2 separate regions of the Mus musculus genome follow, and region 1 is linked to region 2. Evidence: chromatin contacts called from public Hi-C data. All regions are on one chromosome and are shown on one strand. The core of a region is the stretch at or near the end of the contact, and the rest is flanking DNA. Distances in the headings are between cores, read along the strand shown.

Region 1 (5,777 bases), core at 1,854-4,353, 4.1 Mb before region 2:
GCACTCACTCACCCTTATCAAGGTCAAGAATGTCCCCATCTGGGTTCCACAGTTCTCTTCTGTGACATTCTACTGTTGTTACTCAGGTTACATCCTGAACTTGCACTTATATCCAAGTGTACAAGCACATTCCTGTAGTTCTAACACTCAGGAGCACCCAGAGTTGGAGGCTAACCTGGGCTACAGCCCAGGTCAGCCCAGGCTAGCTAGCAAGATCTTGTCTCCAAAATAAATAAATAGATAAATAGATAAATAAATTTACTTACAGCATGCCTCCACTATTAATTACCTCCTCATGGTCTGTGGGTAAAAGGGCCATATCTTCATTGTTCACCAGTGAAATTCCAGCCCCTAGCATACATAATACACATCACATAGTAGATCCTGCACTTGTTGTATTAATAGAGGAGAGATAGTGGGTGGAGGGAGGGCACAAATCAATCGTGTTCCACCTTGGTATCCACTCCATGCCTCAATTCTTTAATGATCCCAAATGCCAAGGGCTTTCCTTTCTTGGTCTCCCCATGGCTGGATTAAACCTGGCTATGAAGAGAGCTATTCCTACCCCTAACTGCATCTCCTTTGCCTAAGAAGCATATGCCTTTTGTCATACTCCTTTACTCAAGAAGTATGACAAAAACCACAAGTAAAGTAGCCATTGCCAGTAGTGGTCATAAACATAGTGTTAGAGAGAGAGAGAGAGAGAGAGAGAGAGAGAGAGAGAGAGAGAGAGAAACTAGCTGGGAGTGGCAGCCCACCCCTTTAGTCTCAGCATTTGGGAGGCAGAGGCAAGAGGAGGCCAGCCTGGCCTACAAAGTAAGGTCCAAGACACCCAGGGATACATACAAAAAGACCATGTCTAAACCAATAAAAATTAAAACTTTTTTTTTAAAGCATCCTTGGAGAAATGGCTCAGTGGATAAGAACATTTGCTCTTGCAGATAATCAGGGGTCAGTTCCCAGCACCCACAGGGTAGCTCACTAGGAAGCAAGAGAATCAGATTCAAAGGTGGGGAGCTTAATAACCCTATGGAGGATCAGTGCTGAGGGAAAGACAGAGCAGACTGACCCTAGAGATCAGTGACTGGTCAAAGTCTGAAGAAGGGAACACGGGAAAACACTAGGAATTCAAGAAACATGTGTGTGTGTGTGTGTGTGTGTGTGTGTGTTCCTCTATCCTCTTAGTGAACCTGGAGTTTGTCATCTTGGCTATGCTGTCTGGCCAGGGAGCCATATCTGTCTCTAGCAAAACCACCCTACCCCCAGCATGGGTTAGACCAGTATCTAATGTTATGTGAGTGCTGAAAACCCTAATTCCGGTCATAGTTCAAGTGGGGCAATCATTTTATCCACTAAGCCATCTCTCCTCAGCTGAAAGCCATGTATTTTCCAGGGAGCTTGGCCAGCAAGTCAGATAAGGACTGACCATCTTCTGCCAGTCTGGAAGTAGATTCTCTCTCTCTGATTCTCTCTCTCTCTCCTTTCTATCTGGGGACCATCATCTGCAGAAACTTCTACCCCCCCCCCCCAAAAAAAAAAAAAAAAAAAAGAACAAAACCAAAAACCCACCAGCTTTATTTTGGAGGACAAATCTCATTCTCAGTTCCTCCCAGGTGCAGCCCGATCTACCTCCCACTGGCCAGTTAAGATGCAGTCACAGTTTCACAATACTTGCTTACTTGCTCGATAAAAAAAAAAAAGAAAGGAAGAAAGAAAGAAAGAAAGAAAGAAAGAGAGTAAGAAAGAAAGAAAGTGGATGATGGGCTGTCATACGCAGAAATGGCCATCTTTTTCCAAAAGCACAAATAAATAAGATCCTGGTATGCTCTAAACAACAAACACAAGCACAGAGGCATAAGGCCTTCGTCTTACATTTCTGTATGCTTTGGCAAATGTAGGTAAATCAGACAGATGTAAATAAGCCATCACCACATTATGTAAACACCAAACCACAGATTCAAGTTCTACAAGTCTAAATTCTTGAAGTTGTCAAAGGGACTATGACATTGTCACTGAAAAGCTTGCCTTCGGGAACCTGGATTGCCTAAAAAAAAAAAACAACTCGAATTTTCTTGGAGAAAGCGGTGATGGAATGGATGTGTTAGAGGCAGGCAAGCGTGCTGGTGGAAAATTGGTTAAAATGAGGCTAAAGAGCTTAGAAAACATTTCGGAACGTACAAGCTGGCCTTAGGGACTTCCCTCACCAGAAAGAGCCTCTTTTGCTATCTTTCGGAAGGCGGAAAGGTGTTTCTATGAAGTTACAAAGCCACAATCCAGGCTGTTTTGCAAGCTCTGCGGCTTTTGCTTTCAAGTATCTGCATAAGTTCTTTCCTGTTCTATGCTAGCCTGGACTTCACCACCGCGCTCTCTGGCTGATTCACAAAAGAGGCTCTAGATTGCCCAGTCATTCTTTGATATTTATGGGGATGTCAAAGGAACTTGGGTCCTTGTTTCCTTCGGGGTTGGAGAGCCCCTGCCACCCTCTACTGCAAACCAAACCAGAGAGGACAGGAAATGCGAGCAGCGCAACGCCAAGTGTAACTGAAGGCTCTAGGGACCCTGAGTGACGCGCAAGAAAGCGGACGTGGAAACCCGGGTGCTACCACCAGCCCAGAATCCAGGGCTGACCCTCTGACACGGTGAGACTAGGGCTACGCGGGGCTGCTTTTCAGGTCCGCCTCTGAAAACTGTGTGCATTAGAGTCCTAGAACAAGCACAGATCTATTCTGCAATCTGAATGAGGTGGAAATCCTATAATCACTCAGAGACATTTCCCGCGGACACAAGATTGGAGTAAGCAAGGGCCAAGCTACGCAACTGGCTTAGATGCCAGAGACTACAATTCCCAGCATTCATGAGATTAGTGCGTTGCATGCCGGAAACTGTAGTTTCTCACCACCATCCAAACGCATTCCGGATATTCAACCCCTCACAAATTTCTCTTTTGCGAAAAGAAACGCCCAAAAGAAAGGTGACGGCGAACGTAGCGCTGAAAGGACTCGTAACGTGACCCGCGTCGTAGACGAGAAAAGGGTAAAGGACGCATTGTCTTGGCTACCGTTTCCCCTAGTCACGGACTAAACGTTCGCTAGAAGCCGGAAGTGGTTCCCCGGGACCTCTAGGAATGGACAGACGTGCTATGCGCCTACGTTCATTGGACGGTTTTCCTCAGGGACCAAGGCTTCCCAGGCCAAAGGGTGGCCCGGTGTGTGAGGGCCCGCGGAGCCATCTGATTGGAGGAAAGCCGCTGGACAAGCCCAATCGCAAGGAGCCACGCTTCGGGCATCGGGCACCGCACCTGGACAGTTCCGATTGGCGGGCTGCGGTCCCCCCCCATGCGTCTCCATTGGGTGCAGAGAGTGCGTGGTGAGGCACGATTGGTGAGTTCGTGTTTCCCGTCCCCCGCCCGCAAGCAGTGGGGTGAAAAGCGGCCCGACCTGCGCGCGGCTTAGTGGGCGGACCGCGCTGCTGGAGGTGTGAGGAGCTTAGACTCGGGATTGGGGGGGTGGAGGCGGCTCCTGAGACCGAAAAGGACTTGCGACTCGCCGGCCACGCACCATGAGGGTCCTGTGGGTGTTGGGCCTCTGCTGTGTCCTGCTGACCTTCGGTGAGTGACCGGGCGGCAGTGGGCGCCCTCCCCTTCCTGTGTGGCCGCTTCTCGAACGTTCTTGGGGCGTTGAACCTGGGTTGGGGACGCCGGGTGGCCTACAGGGGTTTCAGGGACCATCTCGTTCCCTCGAAGGAGACTTGGGTGATGATGCTTTCCCTGAGGCCTCTGGGAAAAGGCGACTTGGAGACCGGGCATTTAAATAAATACCCTGCGGATGGTGCTAGAGCGCTCCCCGAAGTCTCGCTGACGGGGCGCGGTCTCTCGGACTCTACTCCCGGGGGAAGCCTTCCTGGAACCCCTCCCTAAGGACTTTTGTGATCAGGTCCGACCTTTGGCCACCAGAGCCTGAGGACCCCCAGCCCCTGCCCTCTACTCCCGGAGCGCGTTTCTGTTTTCTAACGCCCGACTCGCGAGCGTGGGCCCTCGGGCCAGCGTCGTGGCGGTGGCCCAATATCTGATTCCGATGTGCTTCAAGAGCTGTCCTTGACATGTCTTCCCCTTTGGGCCGGATTTCAGTTCCCCTCAACAGAAGTTGCACAAACCCTGTTTGCATTCTGACCTGTGATAACTAAGTGAGGCCCAAGTTTTGGCTTGGCCAGTGTAGAGACCTCCTCTCAGCTGTGCGCAACACGTGTGGGTGTAGACGGGGGCCTCTCTCACTGCCTAGGATAGACACACGTGATGGCTGCCTGGCCTTCCAGAGTCAACGGGGGTCTTGAGCATTCATATTTAAACTTTAGCGTGCAAACTTACCTTGACATTGGTTATTGACGTCAGTACATAATTCTTCCATCTCAACAGCTTGTATTTACTTACTGAATTGTGTTAACTCTTGCCCCCGTTGATATGGCTTTTTATGCGAAGGAGAGGAAGCAATAGTGTGGAGAGTTGTAACCTTTCTCCCCAGGGTTCGTCAGAGCTGATGATGAAGTCGACGTGGATGGCACAGTGGAAGAGGACCTGGGTAAAAGCCGAGAAGGCTCAAGGACAGATGATGAAGTTGTGCAGAGGTCGGTGCATTTGAAGCTATGTTGATAAGCTCTGCAAGTTAGTGGGGCAGAGTGGCTGTTGGTGTTTCTCCATTCAGATTACAAGGTCCAGTGCCCAAAATGTTGCTAATGATACAAAATAACCAGAGAAGATCTTAGGAGTGCCCATTTATCTGCAGGCAAAAGCTCCTAGCAGTCTGCTCCTGGGAGTGACTGCTGATTCAGGAAGGAAAGTGCTAGGGATAAGCCTCAGCATCTAAAACCAGAAAACCAGTGGTGATGTAGCCCACTCAGCTTGTGCTTCCAACTTTCTAAGACCTGACAGGACACTTGATTGGTTTTGTCTGTGTGAAGTTAGTACTATGAAAAATAGAACTTTTATGCCTTTAACTTTTAAGAAAAGGGCTTTTCAATCGGTGAGGTATATTTTCAATTTTGGCCTTCTAGGAATTAGTGACGGTACTAAAGTGTTCACTGTGCAAGCGTACACAAGTCATGACTTGCTTTTCAGTAGAGGGAAGCCAGATGTATTTTTCTGGGAATTTTAGGAACTATTTCCAGCCGAGCATTAAGCACAGCCCATTCTGTGATGAGAGTGAGCTGGTATGTGAGTGCTCTTTTAACAAGAAGGTCTGCAGAGGCCAGTCTGTGTCCTGACTAGAGACTGAGAAAAATGAAGCTGAGTATTTGCTTATCTAATTTGATTTCCTTAGAGAGGAAGAAGCTATTCAGTTGGATGGGTTAAACGCATCACAGATAAGAGAACTTAGAGAAAAATCTGAAAAGTTCGCCTTCCAAGCTGAAGTGAACAGGATGATGAAACTTATCATCAATTCTTTGTATAAAAATAAAGAGGTAAGTGTTACATGGTTGGGACAGCAGTTTGGATCCTTCCATTAGAAATTAGGAATTAAATTCGGAATGAGAATTCTTATTGGTCCATATTGGGGCAGGAAGGGAGTGGACATTGTCCTGGTCTTTCGTGTCAGCTCAGAATAAGGTCATGACCTACCGACGGATGAAGTCACACAACTGTACCCCTGAGGGAGGGTGGGAGAGGTATTCCTGTTCCCACCACTTCAGATATCCCTTGTAGTTGTCACATAGTGTTATAGAGCCACACCTCCTTTTTTATGAAGAGAGTAAAGCCATCTCTTGCACCATAAAAGGCTTGGTTC
Region 2 (5,261 bases), core at 1,360-3,859:
TGCAAGATGCTGCTTTCTTCTCTCTGAGACCCATCCTACCAACTCCTACAGACCTCCTGTGCCCAGAACTGCTTCCTACAGCTGCCTGTGGTCTCTCAATACACACACACAGCGGATTAGAGGTCTGTGGAAAGTCGCCACACTGTATGCCTGTAATCCTGGCACAGAAGCAGAGGAAGGAGGATGCCTATGAGACTGAGGCTTGCTTGGGTCTACATAAGCAAGACTGTCTCAAAGCTAAAAAAAAAAAAAAAACCAAAAAGTCTATCTAATACGATTCTGATCTGCTGTTTTAAATCTTTAAAGCTTTCTCTAGAAACACTAAGAAACTTCTTTAATTCTAAGTTATTTTACACTATTTTAAGGGTCTAGAGTGCTGTTTTCAAAACACCTCTGAGCATCTCATTTGAACAAGGATACATCCTACTGAACAGCCACAAACAATGACCAGTGCTAAACAAGCTCAACGCTGCACAGGGGACTGGTCTGGTTTGCTCTCTATCAAATGCTACCTACTGAGATCTGGTTGTCCCTCTCCCTCCCATCTCAGGGATGAGATCTTCACATGCATCAGCTTTTGTTGCGTAGCCCTGCCCCTCTCCCCCCATTGGTTAATAAAGATGCCTACAGCCTGGGCTGTGAAGAAGAGAGGGGACAGAACGAAGGTTCCTGGGCTTGGGGTCTCAGGAGGGACCACCAGAGAGAGGTGAAAGAAAAGTCTCCATGGGGTAGGAGGATCTTAGCACATGGCCCCGAGGGCTGGCCTGATGCAGCAGGATCAGCCCAAACAAAACATGACACGTGATGTCTCGGGGCTACTGACAGGGAAGCAGACAAACTAGCATGGAGGGCCGATATCTGCCCAGCTCTAGTGCTTTTAAGCCTATTATAAAAATCGAAAGAACTTTGTGTCTTATATTTGGGAACTAAATGATCTGAGGTGAGGTAGAAACCCCCAAATGATATTTACTGCAACACACACAGCTCCAGGGAGCTGGCAGTGTGGACCGTGAAGGAACACCACATACACATCTGCTGCTGACAGCGCTACACGGAGAATGCACACTTACCCGTGCGTTAGCTCCTACATGCAGAGTGCAGGAAGACTTTAGGACTAGTCAGAATTTCCAGTTCCTGCTGGGCCTGGGAGGAAAGGCCCATAACCCCAGCCATCTGAGAGGCTGAGGCATGAGGCTCATGAATTTAAGGTCCACCGGAGCTACAGAGTGAAGCCAAGGGTAGCCAAGGCAACACAGCAAGACCTTTCAAAATAACGAGTAAGAAGATGGCTGAGGGACATGACTCAGTGGTAAGCTTGCTTAGCACACTGGAGGCTCTGGGCTCAATCCCCAACCACACACTCCCAAATAATAATAAAAATCTGGGTTCATTTTTAAATCATTTCAGTAGTATGACATCAAGGTCTTACACACACACACTATTTAGTCTTGGGTTAGAGAGAGAGAGAGACAGACCACACACACGTACACACACATGTAATATTGTGCCTCTTTTTGTTAATGATTCACTATTGCATCCATTCAGCATGTATTTATGTAGACTCCAGTTCAACCTATCAGTTCTACAAACCCCTCTGAAAGTTGGGCCGGCATATTTCCCACTTTCACCAGCAGGTCCCTGGCACCCTGTAGTTGGTAAAGGCTTTAAGATAGGTCTACCTGTCCTGTGAGTAGAGGCCCTTCTGCAGTGTCCCTTGGATCTTTGAGTGGTAAACCAGACTTTCATTTCAACTCCCATGGACTGCCATCAGCCCCCGTCAATCTGCTCAAAGATGTACCATAATACAGCCGTCGAGTGGGAAGGCGGGCTGAAGACAGAATCTCTTGCCTAAGTTCAATGTCCATTTGCCACTTAGAGGCAAGCTAATTCTTCGCCAGGCAGGGCTAATACCTAAATCTCCATTCCTTTTACCTGCGAAGACCTTGCCATTTTGTTTTTCTTAGCTTTCTGCGAAGAGTCTAAATCCCCAAACCTATACTTTGTCAGGCCCGCCCTGACATCCCCATTACCACTAAGGGACAATTTTAAAGACCATCCCAGAATGAAAGACATCTACAGATTGACTTCTTAGCGTGTTATACACACTCCACAGCAATAGTATCTATCCCGCGAGGATGAGAAGGACCCCGCAGCAACCGCGGCCACAGGGTACCCGCTTCGCCTTTACAGTCCACGGTGACGGAGGGTGAAGAACCGCGCGGGCGGAGGCTGCGGCCGGGCACACACCACCTTTTAAAGCTCGCGGGTACGGGAGGCAGAGGACGTGCGCGGACCTGGGAGGGGGGGGGGACGTGTGGGGAGCGGGGAGGTCCCCACTGCGCACGCGCAAGCCGGCCTTTGTGCGGGCCGCGGCCCTGACCGACCCCAGCCGCGAGCGCCCGCGTTACCTGCGCGCGGCCTCTGCGTCCATGGCGGCGCCGCCGAGGGTACGGCCACTCCTGCCGAGCCCACGGGCGCCCGCTCTGCCGCTCAGCGCGCGGACTCACCACAGGATCGGGGCGGCCGGTGGATGGACGGCGCTGGCCTCGGCCCCTCCCACGCTGCTACATCACCGCGGCGAGTCCCCAGCGCACTTCCGTCCCCCTCCGAGGAGGCCGGCGGCCTCGCCATCACGTGATGCTGGCCAGGCCAATGGCGTGTCCTTTTCGGGGCGCCCCGACCGCCGCTTAGCCTTTCGGGAAACGTGGATCTCGGCGAGGATGGGGAGCGCCCGGCTGACGTCAGCTTTTGTGGGCTCTAAGTTTCCTTGAAGGTGTGGGTTAAGGGTGATGGCCTTTAGGATGTATTATGCGTGGTGGCAAATTCATGTCTTTTCACCTCAAATTTTGTGCGGATTAAAAGCTACCTGACTTGGGGCTCACAGAGCCTGAGCTACCAACCAGGGAGCTTTCAGGAGCTGGACCTAGACCCCTCTACACGTTTGTAGCAAATGTGAAGCTTGGTGTCCGTGTGAGTCCCCTACAAGTGGAACAGGGGCTGTCTAGGTCTCTGTTCCTTGCCAGTGGACCCAGCGCGGACTGGGGGAAGAGGACTGCGTGTTTCCTCAGTGGGAAAGGATGTGCCTACACTTGCTGAGATTAGATGTACCAGAGTCTTACCCAAGTGGGGCTTCCTCTTCTCTGAGAAGAGAAGGGGGCAGGATTTGTAAGCGTGGGACTGGGTGGGGGTGGGGCTGTGAACGGGACGTAAAGTTAATTAAATTAAAATGAAAACAACCACCCCCTCCCCCGCAACTATGTGTCTTGGCTGGGCGACCCAGCATTTGCATAGACAGTGGCAGGCAGAACTAAGTTCGAGGCTGGCCTGGTTTATAGAGCGAGTTTCAGGACAGGCAATACTACACAGAGAAACTCCGTCGTGAAAAACTAAAATGATAATTATAATAATGATAAATAAATATTGTGCCTTACACAAAACAACATTCTTTCTTTTCAATTGTCTTTCTTGTCAATTCCTGTGATGAGGAGTAGGGCTGATTGGAACTGGAAAACCTAAGATTGGAAGCCACCAATGTTTGGGCCTCAGTTTACTAATCTGTAAGGGGAAGCTCTTGGTAGATTACAAAGATTTCCATAAACAGTTGTCTACGTTGGAGATGGACAAACACTCGCCTAGATGCTAGATGCATCTCTGCTTTAGAACCTTAGACAGCAATCTCACCTCGATTTCTCGGAGGTTCTTTTGGTTTTTGAGATAATTACAAAACTGTGTACCCCTGACTTGGCTTAGAGCTTTGCAGCTGTAGTCCAGGCTGGCCTCAACCTGAGGCAAGTCTCCTGTTCACTCTCTTGCATACTGACTGGGATTACAGGGCATGTATCACCATACTTGACTTTCGGAGGTTCTAAGAGTTTGTTTGTTTTTTTTTTTTAGATTTATTTATTTATTTATTTATTTATGTGAGTACACTGTAGCTGTCTTCAGACACTCCAGAAGAGAGCAGTCAGATCTCATTACAGATGGTTGTGAGCCACTATGTGGTTGCTGGGATTTGAACTCAGGACCTTTGAAAGAGCAGTCAGTGTTCTTAACCGCTGAGCCATCTCTCCAGCCCCAAGAGTTTTCATTTAATTTCTTTTCAATGTCTGCTGTGGGTGTTTGGCCAGAGAGTTGTCTAACGGCGTCTAGCCCTCTCCGTGAATCCCAGAGTGATGACACCTAGGCTTTGAGGTAGCCTCTTGTCAGCGATTGTTATCTGAGATTTGAGGGGGTTGTTCCTTCAAAGGGTTTTACAGTATCAGTCCTTAGACGTACCTGGCAGACCAGGTAGTCTCCTGTGTCTGAGAATCTTGGGCAATGGCTCCTTCATAACCCCTAGATCATAGAAGAGGTTTGGGTATGCAGAAGTTAACTTGCTAAAAGTGCCTTTTATGTAACAATAAACAACACTTCTAGGGGGCTGGTGAGATGGCTCAGCAGTGTTTGGGAGTCCTGTGGAAAAGTGAGGGATAGAAGTGAGCAAGGACACCACAAGAAGACCTACAGAGTCAACTAACCTGGGCCCATGGGGGCTCACAGAGACTGAACCACCCACCAAAGAGCGTGCAGGGCTTGACCTACGCTTCCTACACATTTGTAGCAGATTGAAGCCTGGTCTTTATGTGAGCCCCCACCTGTTCTTGGATCCCCTTCCTCTAGCTGGACTGCCTGGTTGGGCTCAGTGAGAGAGGCTATGATTAGTCCTTCTATGACTTGATGTCCCAAGATGGGGTGGTAGCACTCACTTTGGGTATCACCTAAGTGAATGTTGTCAAGTGACTGTACTATGAGGAGAAGGGAGGGAGTAATGGGAGGGACTTGTGAGGGGAGGTTGACTGGGATGTAAAGCAAATAAATAAATAAATAATGGGGGCACTTCCAGGAAACTTGCCACCATTCAGTCCTTGAGAGGCTGATCACTCATCCCACCATGTCTCTCTTCCATTGTCCCGAGGAATCCAGAACACTGACATCTTCGAGTGTTAGGCTTCCCTGTTTCTTTAGGTTACGTGGCAGAAAATGGTGAGAAGCCCGACTGAATTAGATTGCCTGGTTTGTTTCACAAGAGGCGTTGGTTAAATTACAATGATCTCTCCCTTCTGTGATGTGAGCTCAGAGATGGCCAGGGCTTTGTGCTCCATATGTATATATTTTTAATCCTAGGATATTTTAAAGGGAAGCATATCGGCAGCTGGAGTGATGGCTCAGCTGTTAAGAACACCAGCTACTCTTCCAGAGGACCTGGCTTCGATTCCCATATG

What was found. A called contact is a pair of places that touch in the nucleus more often than the background predicts.
Region 1: a contact with region 2 is called in a Hi-C map of CD4 T cells, with 4 times the contacts expected there. The contact joins the promoter of Ttc41 here to the promoter of Tdg in region 2. A contact is called at or near these places in 15 of 484 Hi-C or Micro-C datasets (the 63-12 cell line, the C2C12 cell line, CD4 T cells and 11 more).

Annotation. Positions count from the first base shown.
Region 1 is chr10:86,703,137-86,708,913 of GRCm38.p6, reverse strand. Ttc41 (tetratricopeptide repeat domain 41) reads right to left here and starts at 3,103. Exons shown (of 16, transcript NM_001003910.2): 1 at 2,897-3,103. Hsp90b1 (heat shock protein 90, beta (Grp94), member 1) reads left to right here and starts at 3,470. Exons shown (of 18, transcript NM_011631.1): 1 at 3,470-3,607; 2 at 4,518-4,620; 3 at 5,313-5,454. The coding sequence starts at 3,559.
Region 2 is chr10:82,627,186-82,632,446 of GRCm38.p6, reverse strand. It overlaps Tdg (thymine DNA glycosylase), which reads right to left and starts at 2,609. Exons shown (of 10, transcript NM_172552.4): 1 at 2,409-2,609. The coding sequence starts at 2,431.